Regions from separate parts of the Mus musculus genome. Here regions 1, 2 and 4 are each linked to region 3. The links are chromatin contacts, called in public promoter capture Hi-C maps. All regions are on one chromosome and are shown on one strand. The core of a region is the stretch at or near the end of the contact, and the rest is flanking DNA. Distances in the headings are between cores, read along the strand shown.

What was found. Promoter capture Hi-C pulls out the DNA fragments that hold promoters and counts their contacts.
Region 1: a promoter capture Hi-C map of the C10 cell line shows a contact between it and region 3, with 2.3 times the contacts expected there. The contact joins the enhancer-like site here to the promoter of Slc19a3 in region 3. A contact is called at or near these places in 4 of 39 promoter capture datasets (the C10 cell line, embryonic stem cells, liver and 1 more) and 2 of 9 other capture datasets (adipose tissue and liver).
Region 2: a contact with region 3 is called in a promoter capture Hi-C map of embryonic stem cells, with 2.1 times the contacts expected there. The contact joins the promoter of C430014B12Rik here to the promoter of Slc19a3 in region 3. A contact is called at or near these places in 14 of 39 promoter capture datasets (the 3T3-L1 cell line, 3T3-L1-derived adipocytes, the HPC-7 cell line and 9 more), 2 of 115 datasets of contacts at active chromatin or transcription factors (bone marrow-derived macrophages and trophoblast stem cells) and 3 of 9 other capture datasets (adipose tissue, liver and pancreatic islet).
Region 4: a contact with region 3 is called in a promoter capture Hi-C map of the HPC-7 cell line, with 4 times the contacts expected there. The contact joins the promoter of Col4a3 here to the promoter of Slc19a3 in region 3. A contact is called at or near these places in 10 of 39 promoter capture datasets (the C10 cell line, the HPC-7 cell line, HPC-7-derived erythroid cells and 5 more), 1 of 115 datasets of contacts at active chromatin or transcription factors (pancreatic cancer cells) and 2 of 9 other capture datasets (adipose tissue and liver).

Annotation. Positions count from the first base shown.
Region 1 is chr1:82,694,832-82,697,576 of GRCm38.p6, forward strand. Col4a3 (collagen, type IV, alpha 3) reads left to right here. Exons shown (of 52, transcript NM_007734.2): 39 at 1,425-1,505; 40 at 1,849-1,947. It overlaps C430014B12Rik (a long non-coding RNA gene), which reads right to left. Exons shown (of 4, transcript XR_865578.3): 3 at 803-928. Among named protein-coding and RNA genes, the nearest start is that of Mff, 29 kb to the right of the region's middle. Within about 2 kb of position 1,275, at least 3 of the 459 cell types and tissues checked have an H3K27ac peak or open chromatin away from gene starts, as enhancers often do.
Region 2 is chr1:82,724,479-82,727,243 of GRCm38.p6, forward strand. It overlaps C430014B12Rik (a long non-coding RNA gene), which reads right to left and starts at 1,443. Exons shown (of 4, transcript XR_865578.3): 1 at 309-1,443. It overlaps Mff (mitochondrial fission factor), which reads left to right and starts at 412. Exons shown (of 9, transcript NM_029409.3): 1 at 412-606; 2 at 2,750-2,765.
Region 3 is chr1:83,037,091-83,040,073 of GRCm38.p6, forward strand. It overlaps Slc19a3 (solute carrier family 19, member 3), which reads right to left and starts at 1,358. Exons shown (of 7, transcript NM_030556.2): 1 at 1,280-1,358.
Region 4 is chr1:82,585,450-82,588,500 of GRCm38.p6, forward strand. Col4a3 (collagen, type IV, alpha 3) reads left to right here and starts at 1,472. Exons shown (of 52, transcript NM_007734.2): 1 at 1,472-1,982. The coding sequence starts at 1,896. It overlaps Col4a4 (collagen, type IV, alpha 4), which reads right to left and starts at 1,400. Exons shown (of 48, transcript NM_007735.2): 1 at 1,170-1,400.

The sequences.
Region 1 (2,745 bases), core at 25-2,524, 340 kb before region 3:
TGACTTCAGTGATGCCTGCTTTCTCAGAGTCTGGAAACCAGAACACTGAGACCAAAGTGCTGGTAAGACTTGGTTCCTGTGAGACCTCTGGGCTTGGCTAGAGCCGCCTCTTCCTGTCTCCCCTTGTTTTTGCATTCTGATCTCTTACAAAGATGCCACTAGTGTTGGTTTAGAGTTCTCACTTTCATTTAACTTTACAAAATATTTAAAATACATTTTTAGCTTTATTTATTTATTCATTTATTTATTTATTCATTGTATGTGGGGGTGGTGAGTAGCATCCATGTGGAGATCCAGGGGCATCGTGCAAGAACTTGTGGGAATCAGTGCACTCCTTCCATCGTGTGGATCCTAGGGATCAAATTCAGGTTGTCAGGCTTGGCTGCAAGCACCACTACCCACTTAGCCATCTTGTCAGCCCCAATTTTTGACAACCATATCGCTAAACACAATGGTTTTCTGACGCACTGGGGATTAGGACTTTAGTCTATAAATTTATGATGAATATAATTCCACCTGTAGTGCTATTTCAATTCTTTTTTTTTCCATGACATAATTCTGATCTGGTTCTTGCTATCCGTGTTAACTTATAACAAGTGTTTGTTTTGTTTTATTAAAAACAATTGCTTGACTGGAGATGAAACTCAGTAGTGTAGTATTTCCTTACATACACATGGTCCTAGGTTCAATTCCCAGCCCTGGCAGGAGGAGGGAAAGAAAAAAATGTATTTTTAAAAAATATTTATTTGTTTGTTTGTTTATTTTATATATATGAATACACTGAAGCTGTCTTCAGACTCACCAGAAGAGAGCATCAGATCCCATTACAGGTGGTTGTGAGCCACCATGTGGTTACTGGGAATTGAACTCAGGATCTCTGGAAGAGCAGTCAGTCAGTGCTTTTAACCACTCATCATCTTCTCCAGCCCTGAAAAAAAAATGTATTTAATAAATCTAAAACACACACAAAAACTTGCTAAACTATTAAGTTACAGCTACAGGTTACATGAATATAGCATTTAAGTGAGGGATTTGATAGGTTTGCAGTTAGCTCCTGATTTTAGCAGTTAGTCATATATTGAGCAATTTGTATAAGGATCGAACCTAAGTTGTTGGGCTTGGCTACAAGCAACTTTAGCCACTGAGCCATGTTGTCAGCCCTAATTAAAAAAAAAAAAAAAAACACATTGCTAAATACAATGGCATTCTGAATAGCTGGGTGTTAGAACTCCAACATAGAAGGGAAATCACAGCTGTGTGGTTTCCAGGAGAATGCTTTTCAGAACGAGTGTCTGAGGTGACCTGTCAGGAATTTCCTTAAGGGCAGCCTGAGCACGGCTGACAGAGGAACTGACTGAGTAGCCAATGTAACTAATTACTTATTATCTTGGTGTTCTTTTGCTCTCCTCTCTCTGCATCTTTAGGAAAACCAGGTCCTGCTGGTGATTTGGGTCTGAAAGGACAGAAAGGCTTCCCAGGCCCTCCAGGAAGCACTGGCCCTCCAGGTACCGTTTTAAAATTTATTCTACTCCTCTGTCTAGAGAAAACACACTTTCTCCTTGAGATTCAACCAAGTTTACTGTTCTGTCTCTTGCAGAATAGTGACATTGGTAACACTCCCTAATTGAAGTATCTGTCAGTATCATGGTCATCTCAGGATAGTACTAATCTATGATAGGTTTTTGGGTGTTTTGTTTTGTTTTACTATGAATGTAGTTCCACATAACTACAGTTCTGAAAAATCAGTATCTTTGAGCACTTTCCACCTCTCTCACTGGTATTCACAGTAGGCCATCAGAAGTGGGCCCTGTCTTTGAGTGGCATGATTTAGGTTTCTGTTTGTTTCAGGCCCTCCAGGACTCCCAGGACTTCCTGGGCCAATGGGTATGAGAGGTGACCAAGGACGTGATGGAATTCCTGGTCCTCCAGGAGAAAAAGGAGAAACAGGTACAGCCTGCTCTTCATCTATATATCCAAATTAATGAATCATATATATATATATATATATATATGTGTGTGTGTGTGTGTGTGTGTGTGTGTGTGTATACACATATGTGTGTGTGAATCTATATACATATGCATACACTATATATTATATTTTAATTGTATATGATATAGGATATATTATTTATATATTATATAATATGTAGCATGTATAAGTATATATAGATTATGTAATTTATATTATATATAATTTAATATATAAATATATAACATAAAATTCTAGATAATTATATATAATATATTATAAAATATTATAAATAAATTAAATTAATATTTAATATAATAAATTAAATTTATATTTATTATATATTTATTTATAATATATAAATTTATAAACTACAATATATAATATAATATAAATTATAAATATATCATATATTATTGTATATGTATATTATAATTATAATATATTGTGTATATTATATGTTATTATATTATCATAGAATATAATAATTATCATAGGATATGTATGTGTATGATATGTAATTATTATATATGATACATATAAATATACAATAATTATATATATAATTATATATATAATATAGTGTGTGTGCAAATGTTTATGGAGTCATTCATGCCATAGCCATTTTGTGGAAGGCAAGAGGATGATCTACAGGGGTTGATTTTCCCTTTACCCCACATGGGTCCTGGGGGACTGAGGTCACGTCACTAGTGGAGATGTATGAGCCTTTATCCACAGAGCTACATCACTGGTTGCCTTTGATATTGTTTCACCCA
Region 2 (2,765 bases), core at 193-2,692, 310 kb before region 3:
AGTATGGTTCTTGCCTTCCAGAGGGGAGCCACAAGTTGGGTGTTTAGATTTGAAAGAGATTTCTGACCCCTACTATCTTGAAACCCAATTCAGCTTCCCCTTTTCTCGGATTCTTAATTTGTAAGTTTTAGGGAAATCACAATTAGACTGCTGAAGAATTACTTCCAATATTTAGTTATATATGCAAATTCGCGGGCCACCATAAGAATTTTTATTCAGGCGTTCCTTTAAAACAGGTTACCAGTTTACCTGCAAACGCAAGGTTCTTAAAGATCGCAAAGTCTAGAAACCCCCTCAACAGGAATCACCTGAGACGGAAGTACTTTGCCCACGACAAAAATGGCTCCGCGTCGACGTCTCAGGAGCCTGCATGCAACATCCGCCCTTCTCTCGTCACATGACCAGAAACCTACTTCCGCTACGGCTCCTGGAAGGGGTCAGTCCTGGCCGTTCTCGCGTCTGTCCCGGCCCGTCGCGGCCGCTCCGCCGCTTCTTTGCCCGGGCGCCTCGGTGCGCTCGGTCAACGGCCTCTGCGAGCGCTCACCCGAGTGCCCCGGAGCCGGCGGGCGGCGACCCTCTCTCCGGGGACTCTCCAGCAGGCCCAGGGTGAGTGCTCTAGTCTCCCCAAGCAGGACTCCGGGCCTAGCGCCGCGGCAGTGACACCCCTCTCCAGACTGGGCGGAGCGGCCCCGGCCTTGGCCCGTCATCAGGTCCCTGCCCTGTAAATATTTGGGACCGGCTTCTTCACCGTTTCTACCTCCGCATCTTGTTCTGTGAAACAAAAATCGAATTTTACTGACAAAACGAAAAACACCTATTAGTTTGGGGTTAGGAAACGGAAGGAAGCCTGTGAGTTTGGATCTGGGCTTTTTCGGGCATCTCTTCCACGGGCCCAAGCACCTCGCAGTTTGACCTTGAGTCTGTCGCGTTTAAAAGTAACTCTTTGTTTTGTGTAAAATCCGTATAACTAAAGGCCTTTGGGAGACCCCGGGCTGGCCATAGCATCCTTGCTCGCTGGAGGCGTTGCGGGCTATACCCCCGCACCCCACGCTAAGCTGGGGTCCAGGTCCCCCATAGCCCCTGACCTCCATTTGCTAAAAACTTGTCATTGCAAAACAAACAAGCAAACAAAAACAAGAAACAAACAAACAAACCAGCGTCCCAGTCCCACTAGCTCAGGAGCAGGACGCATTTTCTGGGAAGAGCAACGCTGTCTCTGAATTGGTGGTGCTCTCTAATTCCAGAAGACTAAAACTTGTGCCCAATAATGCTAAGCAGGCCTCCCACGGGGAGCCAGTGAATGGGGATGCCCTTTTTCCCAGGTGAGAAACATTCCTTTCTCCCTCAGTCGCTTTGGCTACTAATGAGATTCCCCAAAGAAAAACCTTTAGGGAAAGTAGGACCATTGAGCCCTATTTAGTATTCTGAGCGCAACTAGATTGCTTGAGGAGGGGTGTGTATGTGTGTTTATATGTGGATAACGGGTTGTCTAATTTTTGGTTTCGAGGACCTGTGAATTGAGATAGCTCCTCAGTGGTGTCTCTGAGTACATGTTTTTTTACTGAACTACTGGAAGGAACTGTGTTAGCTCTCTTCCTGTCTGATAGGGCTGCCTCATTTTAGATTTACAAAGTTTCTTCTGTTACTCTCTCCTTGCTGTTGTGACATTTTTGTTGTTAATAGATACGGGGGGGGGGGGTCCCTTTAGTAGGTTTTTGGGTTGTTTATATAATTCTAGATGTGAGCCCCCTGCCATATGACTACCCAACAAAGATCCCGTAGAATCTCTCTACTCTTAATTTCTACAGAAAGTTTGTATGTTACATGATGCCAGTTCTTGCTGGTGTTTCCTCAGCCTCTCGGAGCCCTTTGCAGAAAGTCCTTGCCTGTGCCTGTGTATCTTCAAGGTTTTGACTCAGAGCTTCAGCAGTTCTTAGATTAGACCTTTGATTCACTGCGACTTAATTTTTTTAAATAGTTTTGGTTTTGTTACATATGTTTATATGCGTACAGCAAGTTTATGGTTCAAAGGTAGTGAATATTAATTAAGGGTAAATAGTCCCTTAAAAATAGATTTGTGTTTTTAAAAATGAAAGCCAACCTAAAGAAGAAATTGAGTGTAATGTACGGGACCCCGATGAAATTGGAAAACATTGCGGATGTTTGGGTGTGGCCTAGAAAGTGGAGCTGTGGTATCAGATAGGAGTCTGAAGGAGATTTATCTCAAGGTATACAACAAGCATGTAATGACCAAAGACGTGGGAGTAAAACCTTAGCCCCAAATTAAGTTTATTTGTTACCAAAGAATACCCAAAGTACCATAGTTTTAATGAGAAAGAAAAAATAATTAGGTCCTCCTCTGTTTTATTGAAACATACAATCTAAAAACTGAGGCAGTAGTATTGTCTTAATACAGTCCTCATTTTGTGGTAACCAACTATAAAATTATTACTGTTGTTAGTTCATAACTGCAATTTTGCTATTGTCATGAATTGTATTATAAATATCACAAAAGTGTCCAACCACTGTGGTAGTCACTCAACAACCATAGGGGTCGAGACCCTCGGGTTGAGAGCTGCTGCCTTACATGGTGACTGTCTGTTCTAAGACATCAAAATTTGGTACTTTTGAAATTCTTTGTTTATTAGTGTAAAGTTGTAAATCTTTGTGGCTTTTATTTAAAGATTTTCTAGCTAAGTCCCTAACAACGGTATCATCTAGTTTCTCAGTCGCTGTTCTCCTCCCGCAGGGATAAAAGTGGCTCT
Region 3 (2,983 bases), core at 108-2,607:
GCTCAGTGAGATGACTCAGGTAAGAGCTCTGGCCAGGGTGTATTCCATTCAGCTCTCAGCACAGGGCAGCTAAGCCTATTTCTCAGCACAAATAACAGATACTACCAGAACCGCAGGTGTTTCTGGGTTCTTACCGTTTAAGGATAGTTTTCAAAGAAGTTGACAGCAGAAAACTTTATGTGAATGGCGAGGGGTTTGGAGGCAGAATAAAATTCATCTTGGACTATTTATGCCTGTTAGATAAAACAAATTAAAGAAGGCCATCGGAACAAGTGCCAGTAGTCATCTACAGCTAACTTACCACTATTCGTCTGCCTACGTTACTGCCAAACAAAGACAATAACCCTGAAATGACCTGTACAGTCTTCACTCTTTCTATAAAACTACCTCTTTTTTTTTTTTTTTTTTTTTTTTTTTTTTTTTGCCCAGCCCGTGGGAGCGCTACCTTATGCAATGAAGTGTCTTTTCTAGAACCCCTTTGGAGCATTAAACTAAACTGCTCCAATCGTGTCCTATGACACTGTTGAATTCTCAAGCTGTATTTTCTATTACAGAATTTGTTCCAATAGCAAAACGGACTAAACAAAGTTGATAGGTCCATTGCTGCTACTACCGAGGCAACCCGAAGAAAAACATATTTGAAAAATTAGTTAATGTCTTAGCTTAAAAATGCATGTTTAATGCAAAAAATGCCTTGAGAGACAGCAGCGCGCGTGGATCCTGGCAGAATCAGACTCTTTCCAGTTTTAGAAAACATTTTTCTTACGGAGGGAACACCGACCTGATTGATAGATGCCTGGTTTTATTTTCATTTCCATTAAGATAGTTCTCAACAGTCTTGGTTCTTTTAATTTCAAAGTTCACCTTTTCTTTCCTCTTTTGGAGGTAACTTCTCATTTCCTGGCTTGGGATTTGGCATTCTGTGCTAAAATTGCTTTTTAGCTAAAACCTGGGAAGCTGGGTGTGACCATGGCAGCTGCTGACACGAGAACAGAATGGTGGTTTTTACTTAATCTGCTCTTAGGGAGGGCTGTATAGGAATCCGGGCTAGACCACGTTGGGTAGGTTTCAGCAGGCCAGGAAAGCAGCAGACAGAAGGTCCCAGAAACTGAAGCAAGCCTGTTTACAGGCTGGCGCAGGCGTACGGCGTACGGCGGCTGCGCAGGCTCCTCTACTGTCTCCCACCCCCACCCCGCCTCCAAATTAGAGAGGGGAGAGGAAAGGCGGGCGGCCCAGGGTTTCTGGACTTTAATTAACTACGCTCCGTGGGAGGTCTTACCTATAGAAAGCTAGTGCTGCTCACTTGTCCCGGATATGTAGCACTTTCAGCTATGTGGGTCGGCGATCTCAAGTAAAGATGGACTTGGTCACCGGGTCAGTCCCGCAGGACCAAAGCCGCGCCCAACTTTGCATATGCTAATGAAGCCCCCAGGTCTTTGATCCGGAGGCTAGAAGCAGAGGTCCCTCAGCCAGTTTGTAAAGCGCTAAAAAAGTGAAGCCAGTACCTGAAGAGAGCAACCTCAAGCAATGTGCTGACTCTCCACGTCAACGTAGTAGGGCAAGAAGAAGGGAAACCAGGTCTGATCCTCTGCTCCATTTGTCTCTTCCTATGAATTCGTTTATTTCAACTAACAATCAGGAGAAAGGTAGACTGTGATTTCCAGTTTGCAAACGAAGAAAAGGACTACTAAAGAGGCAGAGCTGTTAGGCTTAGAGAGGCATAGCTTTCGGTTAGGACATTCTGGCCTCAGAGCCAAATTTATAAGCACTGTCCCTCCAGACCCCAACGTTATGGGCGGGTGTTTTCCTGGCGCTTTAAGAGTGTTTTGGTACAAATAGTTCATATTTGGCACAAACGGTTCCCAGGTCCTTGTGCCACAGGTATGTTCCACTGAGCTATATATACCAGCTCCCAAAGGCTTTTAAATTTAACTTTACTTATTTAACATAGATTTCCTACTGGTTAAAATGGAAATACTTAAAATTTTAAAAATTAATTTAGGGAAGTAAACAATAGTCCTCCAAAGAAACACTGCTTGACTTTACAGCAACCCCAGCAAGCAGAAATGACCTTGGTTAACAGTCTTGAACCTCCGCACCTCTACTTTGGATTTTCCTCCTGCCTCCCCACCGTGGTTTATGTAAAGGCTGCCTGTGAGTGTGGAGCCACGCCTTGGGTGTGGGAGAATTCTGTGCATTGGGCAACACTGTTTTAGCAAAACTGGCTCTCCCAGAAAGTGTGTGACATAGTTTGAAAGGTGAAAGGTAGTGTCGTGGTCTGCTCCATACCCATCAGTGAGAGACAGATTGGGAGAAGTTACTCTGAATCCTGTGTTGGAAAGGGTGAGAGTAGCCACACAGGAGGGGCTAGCCATGCTTACATAGTTACTGACTTGCATGTGGCTCTTGGCAAATTTCTGCACTCTTCTCCACATTTGCATGTAAGAAAATCACACTAAAAATCACTTATTAAGAAGTTATTAATTATATATAATTATATATTTTAAAAATATATAAAAGTATAATTATATATGCTATGTATCTGTCAGTCACTCCTCCAGGTGGTTTAACTCTATCGATGCTAACCTTTTCTTTGTGGAAAAGATCTCCCAGGAACAAAACACCCATGGAAGGAGTTACAGAGACAAAGTTTGGAGCTGAGACGAAAGGATGGACCATCTAGAGACTGCCATATCCAGGGATCCATCCCATAATCAGCTTCCAAACGCTGACACCATTGCATACACTAGCAAGATTTTGCTGAAAGGACCCAGATGTAGCTGTCTCTTGTGAGGCTATTCTTGGGCCTAGCAAACACAGAAGTGGATGCTCACAGTCAGCTATTGAATGGATCACAGGGCCTCCAATAGAGGAGCTAGAGAAAGTATCCAAGGAGCTAAAGGGATCTGCAACCCTATAGGTGGAACAACAATATGAACTAAGCAGTACCCCGGAGCTCTTGACTCTAGCTGCATATGTATCA
Region 4 (3,051 bases), core at 222-2,721, 450 kb before region 3:
CTAAATCTTAATAAAGATTTTAATTAATGTCCTCTTGTTATTTTACTAAAGAGACCCTAACTCAGTACAGCTAACCAAAATGACTGTGGTGGGAGTGTAATGTATGAGAAGAAATAAAATAAAATAAAGTAGTGACCACAAAGCACGTTTGCACAAAGAACTTGCAAGAGGTTCTACCATGCACCATTAAGTTTGTCCTCTAGATGTCTGATACAAGTGGTTTGGAATTCATTGGGCTCTGGAACTTTTAGATATTCCTCTGGAGACTCTAATGAATAGCCATGGTTGTATGTCATGGAAGATGCCCCTTTCACTCTACAATCTGAGGGTGGTGGGGCAAGGAGAGGGAACTAGGATGGCCAGTGAACTTGTACAAGAAAACGGAGACAAGTAAATGTTCGATGCTTCTTCATGGAAGCTGGGCCCTTTCTTCAGTGATGAGCGTCAGCTAACAGGCCACCGAAGTGCTGGTGGCTGAATTTCCACCCACTAATACGTTCATGACATTCGGATGGTTATCATAAGACCTTGTTCGCAGTTACCACTGTGATGATATTATGGTTGTTTTATGGGTGCCTTAAAGAGCTAGCAAAGCCATGTAATTATAACCCTCCGTGCCTGTTACTACCTCTCTTCTTTAGCACTGCGATGATAGTATCTAAGCAAAACTGTGATTTTACTGTAGCCTGTGCATTTGAAATGATACACTCCATTCAGTGTGGTCTGCCGCACGAGATAGTGTAAGAGCCCTGCAACAATGTACCCTACCAAGCCAGAAGTGACATTTGCATCCAAGGCCCTCCCAGGCAGGGACACCCTGGACCAGAGTTGGCTCTCATTTTCTCCTCCGTTTCCGCAGATAAGGTTTAGCCTGAAAAGCAGTTCAACTCAGAGAATAGGATGAGCTTTCTCTTTCCCCTCATCTGCCTCTTGCTCTTGGCATTTTGGAATGCCCAGACTGCCAGGACAGTAACTTGAGCTTCCAAATTAATCAAAACACATAGTGCCCAGTTCAAGCCCTGGCAGAGAAGCCCGGGAGCCAAGTAAGCTCTCCTCTGCTGACCCCAAGGCCACAACTTCCCCAGCCACCACCCCTTAGATGCTAAAATGCTTTTGGTCCCAGGCAGGTGCCCTGACGCTGGGGCGGTGCCTGTCTGAGGGCGGCTTACCTGGGGAGCAACCGGGCAAAGAAGGAACAGCAGGGTAGCAGGCAGACCAGACAGGCTCCTCGAGGTTATGGCTGGAGGGAATCCACCCGTGACCGTGACCGTGTTCCTCTCCCCAGCCTGTCCAGCCTCAGGTCTGCGTGCTGGCTGCGAGTTGAAGGCCGGCAGCCGATGGGCAGTCCCTAGAGCTGCCAGCAAACTTGGCCTCCGGAGTTGCAGACTCCCGCGCGCCTCCCGCTTAATCTGGGCAGGGCTGCTGGCCACTCCCCCCACCCTGTGCAGCCACCTCCCTACCGCACACCCCTAAATTCCTCACGTTGACCTGCACCCGCTAGGCACCGAAGTCCCAGGATCTCAGGGACATCACATCTTTCACTCTGACCCCTGGAGCTGCGCCCACCTGCCTGCTCTGCGGGCGCCCAACCTTTTCTCACTTCCTGGGCAAGATGCCCGGTTGAAGGGACAGTGCCTGGCGAACTGGGAGGGAGAGGGGACGAGGGCGGAACCTCAGCCACTTCTCCCCTCCCTTAGAGTCACAATCAAAAGCTTGGGTGAGGACAAACAGACCTCAGTGGGTCGAGCCCTTACAAAACTCGCCCCAGTGGGCCAGCAAGGCGAGCGTCACTGCGGGGCCTCTCCAATCTGTGTCCCGCCGGGGACATGGACGCCTGAGAACCCGTGGGTCCGGTAGGTCACAGAACACAGAAAACACCGGGACTCGGGACCGTCATGCACTCCAAGACTGCTCCAAGGTTCCTGGTGTTCCTGCTGCTTACCCTGCTGCTACTCCTGGCTGCCTCTCCTGTGGCTAGCAAGGTGAGTGCCTGAAAGGTTGTGCAGATCCCACCGCAGCAGAGCTATGCCTGTCTCCTGTGAGACAAGCCAGTGCCACTCACTAGGGTTCTGTCTTTGAGTCACTATCTGGAGGGTTGCTCAGCTGCGGGCTCCTCCTGAGTCCCAGGATGGGCTAGCAGCACACAACTCTGAGGAACAGGTGGAATGTGCTGCGCTGGAAGAAGTGGAGAGCCAGTTAGTGGTCCAAGACCCCAGGAGTCCCAGATAGAGGAACAAAAGCTTACAGAGAACAGAAAATGGATAGCAATAATTAGGTTACAGACAGGCAGATGATGATATGGATGGACCTAAGATAACTGATGATAATAAATATAATGTAAGTGATATAAGGTATATGATGATGATAAGCAAAAAGGCAGAGGTAAGAGGTATATAGATAATAGATGGATGATCAGATAGATGAGTTTGGTAGTAGATGGATGGATGGATGGATGGATGGATGGATAGAGAGGTAGGTAGGTAGAGATAGATAGATAGATAGATAGATAGATAGATAGATAGATAGATAGATAGATAGATAGATGAAAATAATGACCAAGGTTCTGAAGGTGTAATGTCAGGATGGTGAATGAATGAAGTGCACCAGCCTGGGAGGAAATTCCTCCTTGGAGTCTCAGCTCTGCTCCTTCCAGACCTCACCTTAACTCTGACTTCACTGGGGCTCAGTGTTTCTTTGGACTCTCTGGACACAAAAGCCATCACGGTTAAAAAAAAAAATCAAGACACAGAACTTACATTAGGATGAATTAAGCAATTTTGTGATGATTTTGGTTTTTATTTGGAATTTGGGTCACCCTGTGCTCACTTGAATCTACTCCATAATGCTTGGTTTTTTGCCACTAAAGATAAAAATCTCCTTGAAACTACGAGGAGCCTAGAAGGAGCTGGCTAGGTTTCAGTTTGTGAATCAGAAATTTAACTTTTCAGATGCTTGATGCTGTTTGTTGACTTGGGTGTGGTCTTGGGTATGGTGAGCTTCATCTCCAATGATGATGAGCAGGTGTCTCCGTCTTACAGGACCGAGGCTGTG